Regions from separate parts of the Zea mays genome. Here region 2 is linked to region 1. A link is a contact called in public Hi-C data. All regions are on one chromosome and are shown on one strand. The core of a region is the stretch at or near the end of the contact, and the rest is flanking DNA. Distances in the headings are between cores, read along the strand shown. Region 1 holds the start of LOC100276165. Region 2 has its middle 88 kb from the start of LOC100276165.

Evidence for each region. Hi-C and Micro-C count contacts between places; a contact is called where the count stands out from the background.
Region 2: a contact with region 1 is called in a Hi-C map of leaf, with 4 times the contacts expected there. The contact joins the enhancer-like site here to the promoter of LOC100276165 in region 1. A contact is called at or near these places in 3 of 25 Hi-C or Micro-C datasets (leaf and tassel).

What each region holds. Positions count from the first base shown.
Region 1 is chr7:53,614,173-53,620,205 of Zm-B73-REFERENCE-NAM-5.0, forward strand. It overlaps LOC100276165, which reads right to left and starts at 2,600. Exons shown (of 4, transcript NM_001374097.1): 1 at 2,154-2,600; 2 at 1,917-2,054; 3 at 493-680; 4 at 176-421. The coding sequence starts at 2,251. The coding sequence ends at 261.
Region 2 is chr7:53,701,368-53,707,400 of Zm-B73-REFERENCE-NAM-5.0, forward strand. No RefSeq gene overlaps it. Among protein-coding and RNA genes, the nearest start is that of LOC100276165, 88 kb to the left of the region's middle. Within about 2 kb of position 2,939, at least 16 of the 20 cell types and tissues checked have an H3K27ac peak or open chromatin away from gene starts, as enhancers often do. A contact at or near this core is called in leaf and tassel, where this site is marked.

The sequences.
Region 1 (6,033 bases), core at 1,350-3,849:
ACGGGAGAAGCAGCGGCGGCAACAACAAACACAAATGATCCGGTTGTCATGTTGCGACCATACGCACCCGCCAAAACGCCAAAACTGGGCCAATGTGGCCACAAATAGCATATTGCCCGCGTGCTTGCAGGTTGCTGCCGTCCCTGCTGCTATTTTTGGAGCAAAAAACATCTGCTTCCCTAGATCTACGTGTCATTTAATATTTGGAGTCCATTCAGATGACACGATCTTCCACTCACCATGGAATTCAGTACAAAAGATTAACCACTCTCTGGATCGCCATCTTCCCCACGGCCACTGCTTGCAAGATTCACCTTAACCAGCTTTCTCTGGTCCTCATCATCTGATGGTGCTTCAAGATGAGCCTCCAGCAATAGGATCTTCCAGTCGTGATGCCGCAGAAACGAAAGCAGACCATCCTCTACACAACACCATCGTTTTTGTATAATGTGACTATTCAGGGCACAGCAAAGGAGAAAACTGAAAACAAACCTCCATCTCGGGTTGCCTTAATCTGGAGAAATCCTGACCCATGTGGCCCAGATACAGGGAATGTGCATGACACAGACCGCCGTCGATGGCCCACCTCAAGAGAAGCATCATACCACGGTCCTCTGACTATAGGCACTCCAATTGCTTCCACAACAGCAGGGTTGTCAGCAGCATGCTCAATTGCCTTCCTGAAAGCATTCAAACTTGTAATTTTTTTCCTTTAAAAGAAACAAAGAAAAATGCAATGTTACATGCAACTAAATTTCCACCACTGCATGAGACAACAATAGTATATATGGGAAATGGTGTGCATACGCATCTAGAAGAACATTATTAAGATAGCATAAACTTCATGGCTGAGGACCAAAGAAAAAAGATAAATATAAATCAAGATAAAAAGGAAAGTAAATTAAGATGGCTAGAATTTATTAAAATTTAAATGAGTGCTAGAAATACGTTAATTACTCTGTATGACTAAAGCAATGGAGACCAAACACATGACACTGTGCGGACTTAACCCCACTGTTCTTGCTTTCCTTATAGAAAAATGCACCATTCACTAAACCAATAAATTACCATGCAACCAGATTGCAGAGTGCCATTATGGTTCTCTCAGATGAATTCAAAATTCAAAGCGAGTGCTGTGCGATAAATTGTAATTAAACACATTAGACATTACCATTGATATCCAATGGTGGGCATTTGATTGTTCCCAAAATGGATTCCTAAAGTTCACATGGCACTGATGCATGAACAGAGGCAAAATGTTTGGATATCCCTATGATACTCTAAAAATGGCAATATGTTTGGACCTCCCTTGATACTCCAAGAAAAAAGGCAACAGTTTGGGTTTGGGAACACAGCACAAACTTTGCAATGCCTATTCCAGTTCAGTTCAATCCACGTGGGTTGAACCCCTCCCATGTCCAAACTCCAAAACCACGCGTGGCTTGGAGTGGACTGGAGTGCAGCTAAATAAGATGCGGAAAGAAATCACATCTCTTTGCTCCTGAGTAATCAAACTATCGAGTTCTAGTACTTGCTTACATGCAATTCAATTCTCTCTAGTAACAGGAGATTAAAATACGAGTAAAGGCCTTCTAGCAGTTGTTTGCATGCAAATCAATTCTCTCTAGTAACTGAGGAGCGTAATATATGGCCTGTTTGATACACATGGACATAAATAGTTACTAGCTGGCTAAAAATTAGCTCAAATTTGCTTTGGTTGGCTAACAACTAGTTAAAGACAGCTAAAAAAATAGCCATTCGCCCAATGCATTAGAGCTAATTTGAGCTAAAATTAACTAGCTAGCTAACAGTTGGTTCATGGAATCCAAACATGTTCATGTTAGAAACACAAGTGCAGATATTGCAGGATTGATTTTGAATTGGGGGGAGGAAGCCAAAATAAAGAAGAAGCTGACGTTGTGCATCCATTGAAGATGGCGAGGTCGTTGACGGCGCTGAGCACGAGACCTCCAGCAAGGCTGATGGCCCCGATCGATACGACCCCCCGTGGCAGTGACCTCTTGCGGCTTTCACTGGAGTCGCTTCCGAACGAGCTGAAGCCAAAGTTGGCATGACGCAGACAATAAGACGAGAGATCTCGTGTCAGTTAGGGCATGGAATTTTGAAGGGAAGATTTGAAGATACAATTCTACCGGTAGAGAAGACGGCCGGTAAAGGCTACTGAAACTCGCGACTGAGAGATCCCGGTGAGCTTTCTCGTCGCCGCCGCCGCCGCCCATCTCCACGGCATTTCACTTCTCCCCGCCGACGGAGAAGAGGATGGAAGCACGGAGAAAATAAAGAAGCCCAGCAAATTGCATCATTAATGGGCCTCAGCCTGGTATGGTCCGGTCCAAACCTGAATCACACTACTTATCTCCGCTGCACCTTCCGCGCCTGCCGGTTGCTGCTGCTCCAATCTGTCAGTGGTCGCCCGCGCTACCCCTCAGCCCAACCTGCTTTGCTGCCTCCTCGCGCTGCGTCCACGGCCGCTTCGATCTCTTCTCCTCCCCATCCTCCTCTACACTGATGCGACGCCGCTTCGACGCTAGGTGATGCTGATGACGTCGACGACGTCAAAACTCAGTTATAAGATTGTTGCCAGCAGTTCACCGGTCACCAAAACATTATTTTGCATTCACATAATATAGGGCATGTTTGGTTTCTTTAATCTAGGAACTAAAGTTTAGTCGCTACCATGTTTAGTTTTAGAGGCTAAAAATAGTAAGAATATACTAAATAACTCATAAGAAGATTAAAATGACCTTTAACATTCTCCTGCTATTAGTACAATTGAACTAAATGAGGATTAAATGTGAAATTAATATGGTTTATTCCCTTTTAGCACATATGTAAAGGACTAAAAACTAAATCATTTTAGTCCATATTTTAGTTCTAGTGTTTGGCAAAAAAGGAATAAATGAGACTAAAAACTAGAGACTAATCTTTAGTCCCTCTAACCAAACACCCCCATAGTTTAAATATGAGTATAATAATAGATAAGCTGCAGCATATATGACCTATTTGGCACATCTTATTTTCAGCGTCTTCATATATTTAAACAGAAGGTGTGCTAAATAGAACGCTTTGCAACAACTTATCAGTTCAGGTGCTTTACAGAATGAACTAAAAACAGTCAACAAACAAAACCTTTTCAGATGAGTTGCTTTCCAACAAGCAACAATTGTGCTAAACATAGTCTACGAGAGTGTTCGGTCATCTGATTAAAGTTTAGATCGTATCACGTCAAATATTTAAATATTAATTATGAGTATTAAATATAGACTTAATTAAATTTAATAGATTCGTCTCATCTTTTAATCTCTATATATGTAATTAGTTTTATAATTAGAGTATATTTAATACATTTAATTATCATTTAAAAAATCCGATATGATAGGGACTAAACTTTAGTTGGGTGGGACTGAAAATCTCTCTTAACTAAACTTTTGTCGTTTTCGCTTAATGACCTATTGTCTGTCGCTATGTGACCATATCATCCTTCGCTTTTCCTCGGTCCTTCTCTCCCAACCAAGTGCTCTTCTCAAGATGCTCTCTGTCAAGCGCTCCTCTGTATCTAGATGTGTTGTTCACTCACTTCTTTTGGCCTAGGATGCATCGTGATGTTGAGCGCTACGTCTCTTGTTGTACCACGTGCAACAAAGCTAAATCCTGACTTAACCCACATGGTCTTTATATACCACTTCATGTTCCTAGTGCACCTCCGGAGGATATTTTTATGGATTTTGTTTTGGGCTTGCCTAGAACAAAGAGGGGGAGTGATAATGTTTTTTGTGGTTATCAATCGTTTCTCCTAGATGGTACATTTTATATCTTTAGAAGCCTTCAAGTGTCATGTAGATTTTCAGGAAACTACACGCCACTACCACCCCTTGGCGTAACACGGCACCGAAGAGGAGTAAACCAACCGCTCAGGCGCATTATTACGTCCTGTCGCGTTAAGTTACTATTTTGAGACAATACAATGTATTGTAACACCCTAAATTTGTGGTATAAAATTTCTTCTCTAGTACCTACCAAATTCAGGTCTTACAACTCTCCTCCTCTCTATAGTTTCCTTTTTCTCTTCCTTTTATTAGAGGGTTGGTTAATTTATTTGGATATGTATTAATACTTCGGTAGACTAAACCCTAGGGAGACATGAATTGTTGCATCATGTTGAGTTTAAACTTTGATCTTTGTTTGATGCATATGCTTGAAATGTTTAAATTTGAGTTTGTGGCTTGGTTGGATTTGAATTCCAAGAGAAAATAAAAAGAAAAGATATTAGAAATTCAGAATAAAAAAAAGCAAAAGCAGCCCGCAACCTCCTCTCCCCTCAGCCTTTCGGCCCATTAGGCTCAGCTTGCCCCACGCGCGCCCGCGCCCCTCCTCTCTCTACCAGCTCGATCCCACCTATGGGGGCCAACTCCCACACCCGCGCGCGCTTCCCCGCTTTGTGCTGTGGACCCATCTGAAAGGGAAATGGTCTTAACCATTTTCTATAATTGATTTTGGTGCTTGACAACCAACACAAATCTTATGGACTAACTAGATTGCCTAGTTGATCATTTTTCAGGTGCATAAGTTATCTACATCAATTCTAAGTCGACTGACCGAAATACCATAGATTATTCCCGACAGGAGAAGCTTTTTGGAAATACACCTTTGTGCGGACCGTCCGGGCCCTTCCGACGGACAATCCGTAACACCAGGGTGAGCCTCGGACAGGAACTATGCAAATCACATGTTTACACTGCGGACTGTCCAAAGGAAAAGAGAGCACCGTCCGGGACCAAGCTCGGATCGTCTGGCCTCAGGCGCGGACCGTCCGTCCATTGTAAAACCATAAAAAACCCGAAGGTGACGGGTTCGGTAAAATGCATTTTTAGTGTCCTCGCGGACCGTTCAGGATGCACGGCCAGCCTGTCCACGACTTCTTTATTTGTCATCTGACGACACATTTAATGCACTATAGCCGTTGATATAGCTGTTACTGCTGACCGTTGGGATTTAAGCCATTGATGTGCAGGGGCGGACCGTCTGGACCAGGGGCGCGCACCATCCGCGGTTGGTAGAACAAGGGCAACGACTATTAAGTGGTTGTTGGCTATAAATACAACTCCAACCACCTCCATTTAAGACATCCAAGCATTCTACTCACACACATTCAATACAAGAGCAAGTACTCCATTCCAAGACACATTCAAAGCTTCCAAACCTCCTCAAGTGCCACAATTGAGACAAGTGATCTTTAGTGATTACTGACTTGAGAGAGTGTGATTCATGTTTTATTTGTTGCTCTTGTTGCTTGGCTTTTAATCGTGCTTTCTTCATCTCCTTCTAAACTCTCTAGCGACTTGTAAAGCTAGCAAGACACATGTAATACCCAATTTGTAATTGGTAAGAGATAATATAAAAGGGGACACAATTTTACTTCATCTATATGTGAGTTTGACCTTTATGCATCATCACATGTGAACACCCTAGGTAAAAACAAATAATTAATAACATAAAAGCCACTAAAATATGTATCATGGTGGTTTTCATTTTTGTGTGCATCTTGTGACCACATAATAAATCATATGAAAAGAAAATATTAAAGTCTCAAGTGGAATTTAGAATATACGAGAGATTTTAGAATTTAGAAAAAGAGAGTAAATAATATAAAGAAAATTTAGATATTTCCAAAGTTGGTACTTCTTAATTTCACAGTATAATTAGAGGATAAATTTGGCACAACGGTTGAATTTAAAAAGAAATTGAATTCAAATTGAGTTTGGGAATAGAGAAAATAAAATAGAAAATAAAAAGAAAAGAAGAAAGAAATAGGAAACGCTGTCTGGGCCCAATCCCACTCGGCCCATTTATCCCCTTGCCTCCGCGCGGCCCTACAACGTTGTTGCGCCGACCAGTGGGCCCGACACGTCAGTCTCACCCCACGCGTCCACTTGATTCCGCATCTGGCTGACTGGTGGGGGCCAACGGTCGGACTCTCTCCCTTGCGCTGCTCCGCCGGGCCCACGCGTCAGT
Region 2 (6,033 bases), core at 1,689-4,188, 88 kb after region 1:
AATAAACAAACCAGAATGTGCAAACTAGGTTTTGTCTAAGTGTTGCTATCTATACCGCAATGGCTAAGTTTCAACCTACACTATATAAGTATGAATACAAGATTGAAACTTAAATGCTTAATATAAATGTGTAAACTTTAAGAGCAAGATAGAGATGCAAATTCTCGTGGATGACGCCGGTATTTTTACCAAGGTATCCGGAACCACGCAAGGTCCCGACTAATCCTCGTTGGTGCCCCTACGCAAAGGGAAGCCCACGCGAGGGCCAAGCACCTCGGTCGAGTAACTCAGTAGAGAGTCAGGGGCCTTCTCCATGCTCAAGTGGTGCTCCGCTTTCGGCTCCTCTCAGACGCTCCCCACCGTCTCCACTATCGAGCTTCTGGCTAAAAACACCGCGGGCCTTGTTCCCTCTGGTACACAGTGGCGGTCGTGACACAAACACGGTTGTCATGGTCTCGCAAGACTCTCGTCCCACTCGGTACAATTACAATGGCTCGCGCAAGAGCCGAGGGGTTGGTGGTTTATCTAAACTCACTCAACTAACTAGGATTCACCTAGAACAAGCGCTAAAGAGGTCTAACTAACCTAAGCCCTTCGCAAAGCACCTACGCTAATCACCGAGTGATTCTATTAAGCACTTGGGTGTAAGAGCACTTGGGAATGTCTACTATATTCCTTGGTATTTCTCTTGGGATCCTACACTTGGAAATGGCCGGTTGGGGTGTATTTATAGCCCCCAACACAAAACTAGCCGTTGGAGGAAAGCTGCTGCTTTCTGTGGTGCACCGGACAGTCTGGTGCCCCTGTCTGGTGCGCCTAGCCGTTAGGTTTATCAGAGCAAGTGACCGTTGGTGCGCAGGCTTTATGCACCGGACAGTCCAGACATCACACCGGATAGTCCGGTGGTGTTCCCTCCACGGTGCCACCTGGAACCAACCGTTAGGGCTACTGTTCCTGGTGCACCGGACAGTCCGGTGCTCCTCGCATAGATAGTCTATAGGCAACACTTCTTCGTTTCTTGGACTTTACTTGATCTTCATAATGTCTTCTTTTGAGGTATTGCTTTCCTCAATGCCTTGGTCCAAGTAACTTTAGCATGCTATGAACTACAAACACAAACACTAGCAAACACATTAGTCCACAGGTTATGTTGATCATCGAACACCAAAATCTATTAAGCCAAATGGCTCGGGGTCCATTTTCCTAACAGTGAGTACAACAAGGGTGAGCTCACATACGTTCATCGCTCAAAACGTTGTGGGGAATAATGTGCATGAACTCGCCAAAGGTGGGAGCTCATGTGAAGTGTAAGGCTTACCAAAGGAGATGGTTAAAGCTGAGCATTGCTTTTAAGGTTGGTCAAAATTTTATTAGCAGTTACTAAGTATAAGTAGATACCAACCCAATTAAGTAAGAGATCACAATTAATAATAACACCCGCGATGCAATGCATATGACAGATTAAGTTTAGTTCCATAAATTAATCATGCGAGAGTCCTGAGCTGCTCAAGTCCGCGAGCACGACTGATATACCGGTTTTACACTCTGCAGCGGTTGTGCCCTTTACTCACAAGTCATGTATCCTGTCTAGCCAAGGTTAGGTAGACCCTTAGACACTTCTGAGGTGAATGGCTAGGGATCCACTACGAGGCCTTTTACAAAGTTCCACTAGCTTTAGAAAACCCGCTACGGTTTCTGAGCAGGGAAATATAGGAATCACTCGTCCAAAAAGCCATCGCATCATGATCGACCCGAGAACCTCCTATGTGCAGCTCCTCTACCGCCCTTGCCCCTTTCGGTAAGGTAGTCCTCCACTAGCTTTCCTAATTAGTCAGCCAAGGGCATCCCATTCCACCCTTGTGGTAGCACAGATATCTCAAGTTAAGCTCCATGTTCCAATTAATACAATGATCTTGTCATGAACAATAATTAAAACATTAGTATAACTGGAACATGATCATAATGTAATATTAATCACAAACTAGGTAGAGCAATAGCAAAACTACCCAAAAGTTCAGTGGTAAACAAGGTGTGGGATAAACAAGTCTAGGGAAACCTATTAGGTCCCATCAGATTAACATGAGCATGTCATGGTGATTAATAGGAACATTATTGGGTGATGAAAAGTGATCAAGGGCACAACTTGCCTTAGAATCGAGATTCCCAAGTACTTCACCAACTTGGTATTCATATTCTCGTGACCTTACCACTATTCGTAGCAATATATACAAATAGACAAGGAGTACATAAATATAACAATACACCAAACATGAGAACAAATAGCGTAGGAATATTCTACGCGATGACACGAGATTGTAGGTTTGAGAACTACTAAAATCGGAGTTGTGATTCAGAAGATATAGTTTTCTCAAGTTTTAGGTGATTAAATGATAATGTCTTCTATGTTATAAATCATGTGAGAAAAATATTACGAAGAAACACCAAATTCAACTATAGTATAGGTTATCACTTGATTAGATATCATGATTTAGTCAGATTATAACTATAGATAGGTTAACTTTAATGAGCAAGCTTAATCTACTAAACACGGATTAAACAATATCTAATTATAAGAATATGTGTTATGATAAAACAAATGTTGTTATTGTGTAGACAATGTTATTACGAAGCTAACGCAACTAAAACATAGTAAATTGGAGTTAAAACGTAGAAGTTATGAATTTTGTAAGTTTATTGACTTAATTTTGTATCAAAAGTCCTTTTTGAAATCAATTAGAAACTAGTCTGGGTCTCGTGTTCTAATACATAAGAGAACATGGACTAATCTGCAAGGAATAGGACCTATCTGTGACCTTTCCTGTCAAGTAATGAACCGCGGGTTTATTTACGAAAATCATAGGGTCTTTTTAGCAAAGTAGACACGCGAAGGGTACGCGTGACTTCTGACCGCCCGATCAGCTTTGGACGACCTAGGACAGATCACCCAATACCACGACTAGTATCCCACGGTGGCCATTGGATATAAGATCAATGGTCTGAGATCGATCTTATAACCGTCTGATTCGGCATTGATGGCTCCAATTGAAGCCCAGCCCACACGAATCCGTATGCTATAAGGCCCGTTATATTGACATCATCCTCTACCTCCGGCAACTGGACACGGCGGTGTACATGCCACCACGGCGGTGTTCTGGCCGAAGCTCGGCCCCGTTCATCCCCGCAAACAATTTCTTTAGGTAAAAATCAGGCTACATGTTGTTGTGATCAATGCGAACATATTTAGGGACTTCTTATCACATCATGGTGCGACAGCGATGCCGTCCACATGACACGGTGGCTTCATGGAGACCGGTGTGCTCCGGTGAGAAATCCCGGTGACTCCAAGGGGCTTCACTCTTCTTCCCTCGAGCTACATGGATCCTAGGGAAGCGCCAGGATGAATTGTTCGAGGAAAATCAGCGATGATCCCACGGGTCATCAACGGTGGCATCACCTCTGCTTACGACAACGGTGGCGGCCAGCCTGGACCTCTACAAGCCTGGCGATGGTGACTTCTACCTGGTGTACAAGGAGGTGGCCCCGGCTTTGCCTAAATACCCGGGAGACCCAACCAACCCGCAACAATCGCGGATGGTTGCGTCAACTGGAGCATCCCCGGCAAGGTGAGGCATCCGTGTCGAGGCCAGTTGATACGGGGTGAGAGGTGCGCTGACAACCTGGCCCACATGACAACGACCAACAGCCCGTGCGCGCGGTGAGTTCAATTGACAACAGGGGTCCGCCGGTCAGTGTGATGGCGCGAGGGTGGGCCAACGGGAGTGAGGAAGGGAAGGAAGATAATGGGCCGGCACAATAAAATACCAAATTGGTTAACACCGAAGTTGTTTAGCTTTTCCCCTTTTCCTTTTATATTTTTATTTTCTGTTTTCATTTTAATTTGTGAATTGCCAAATCCAAATTTCCATTCAAATGTGCACATACAAAAGAATTTCAACATCAATGTATTACGTTATATTTTTATTACATATTTATTTATTATCCTATTTTTTAAATGCTTCTAGCTATGTAGTTCACACATAAATAGTTTATTTCCGAGAAATAATTTTCTATGATATGTGTTGGGGGCCTTCCTCTTCCGAAGGTCCTAAAAAACATGAATAACCATTTGCTCATTGCATAATATTGATTATTACAGGGAGCTTCGGCTCGTGATGGAAGTCTTCCCCTCTGTAGAAGGTCTTCAAGACGAAGATACAACCCGAGGATGATGACAATGAAAGCCAAAACTATAGCCGAAGAGTAACAGTTTCGGCTTAAAATGATGACGAAGACCAAACATGATGATGGGCTGAAGAGTAAGAGACTAGCTAGTCCTTAATGATTTGTATTACAGTTATTAACAGAGGTCAAGGTCATAAATGTATTTTTACTTGGGCTACGTCCCGTGCCTATAAATAGATGAACAGTAGCACCATACTGTTCTCGCTGAATTATAATCACTCTCGCATCTACACCTTCGAACGAGCCAAAGGTATCAATGTAATATAAATTTTGTTAATGTTCATGTGCGTAAGATCCAATATATTACATTCATTGTCTTTATATATTCTTATTCTCATGAATCATGAAGGCATGTCCTTCATGACCTTCGTCTGAAGATTATTATATCTGAGAGGAGATAATACTTCGGAGGACGAAGGTCCTTAATCTTTAACAATTGTGTTGCCTTGTTCTTGATTCACAACATTTGAGAACAAGTGACCAACATTGGTGCCCACCTCTGGTGAACTCAAACAACTACCTTCGACAAGCATTCACCGTCGTCATGCCACCGAAGAAGGAAATAACGCCAGGGGCTGCCTTCAGCCACTGGACACCAACCAAGAGACTCTCTCTGGGAGAGACCTGAAGCCAAAAAAGGAAGGCTACTAGCCTAACACCGCAGGAGGAGGAGCTAGACCAAGAAATCAGAGACTTGGAAGCCATACACTAGCAAGTGGTGAGAAAGAGAGAGAAGATGCTTTGGCTAGCTGACCTTCAGAGGAAGATCGACGAAGCTGCTGAAGAAATGCATTGTATCACGTAAGATGACCAAGGACGAAGGCCTCAACAGAGAGAGCTTCGTCAAGAAAGTCCAATCAATGATGATGAATGGTATGATGACTTTCATCACGGTAACTTTGCTTTTGATGATGCTTCTTCTCTAGCAGTAGAATTGCAGGCTACCCCATGGCCACCATCCTACAAGCCACCGCACCTTTTTATGTACGATGGGCATTCTGATCCAAAGTAGTTTCTTATGAGTTATGAAGCAACCATATCTTCATATGGTGGCAACACAGCTGTCATGGCGAAATCCTTTGTCATAGCAGTCAGGAGCGTAGCTCAGACGTGGTATTCTTCCCTTCGCCCGGGAACGATCACGTCATGGAAAAAGTTGAAGGATATGCTGGTAACTAGCTTTCAGGGTTTCCAGAAGAAACCAGTAACTGCCCAAGCTCTGTTCCAGTGCATGCAAGATCATTTGGAATACGTGCAGGCGTATGTCCGAAGGTTTTTGCGTCTCAGGGCTCAAGCGCCAACAGTGCCAAATGAGATTGACATTGAAGCTATGATCAAGGGACTCCGACTAGGATCAATAGCACATTATTTTGCCAGGAAGCCACCGCAAACCTTGGAAAAGCTCCTCTAGAAGATGGACGGACACATCAGGGCCGGCAATGACTTCCGGCAAAGAAGGAAAGAGGCCTACAGATACATAGAAATGACTAGGGGTTTCAGAGGAAGGTTCCACCCTAGACATGTCAGAACAATACACAATCCTAGCTCAAGTGAAGACAGAAGAAACCACGCTCAAGGACACCAGCAAAGTTCCCAGTCTTCAGGGACGCAACAAAGTTCTTACAGGCCACCAGCTCCAAGAGGCAGAGGAGGAAGAAGCTTCGGAGGGAGATTCAGCTCTCAACCCAGAAGGTTATTCTGTTTGTTTTGCGGGGAGGATAAAGGACATACAACAAGGGCGTGCCAAGTCATGATCCAGAAGCAAAAAGAAACAGCCGAAGCCGAAGCATG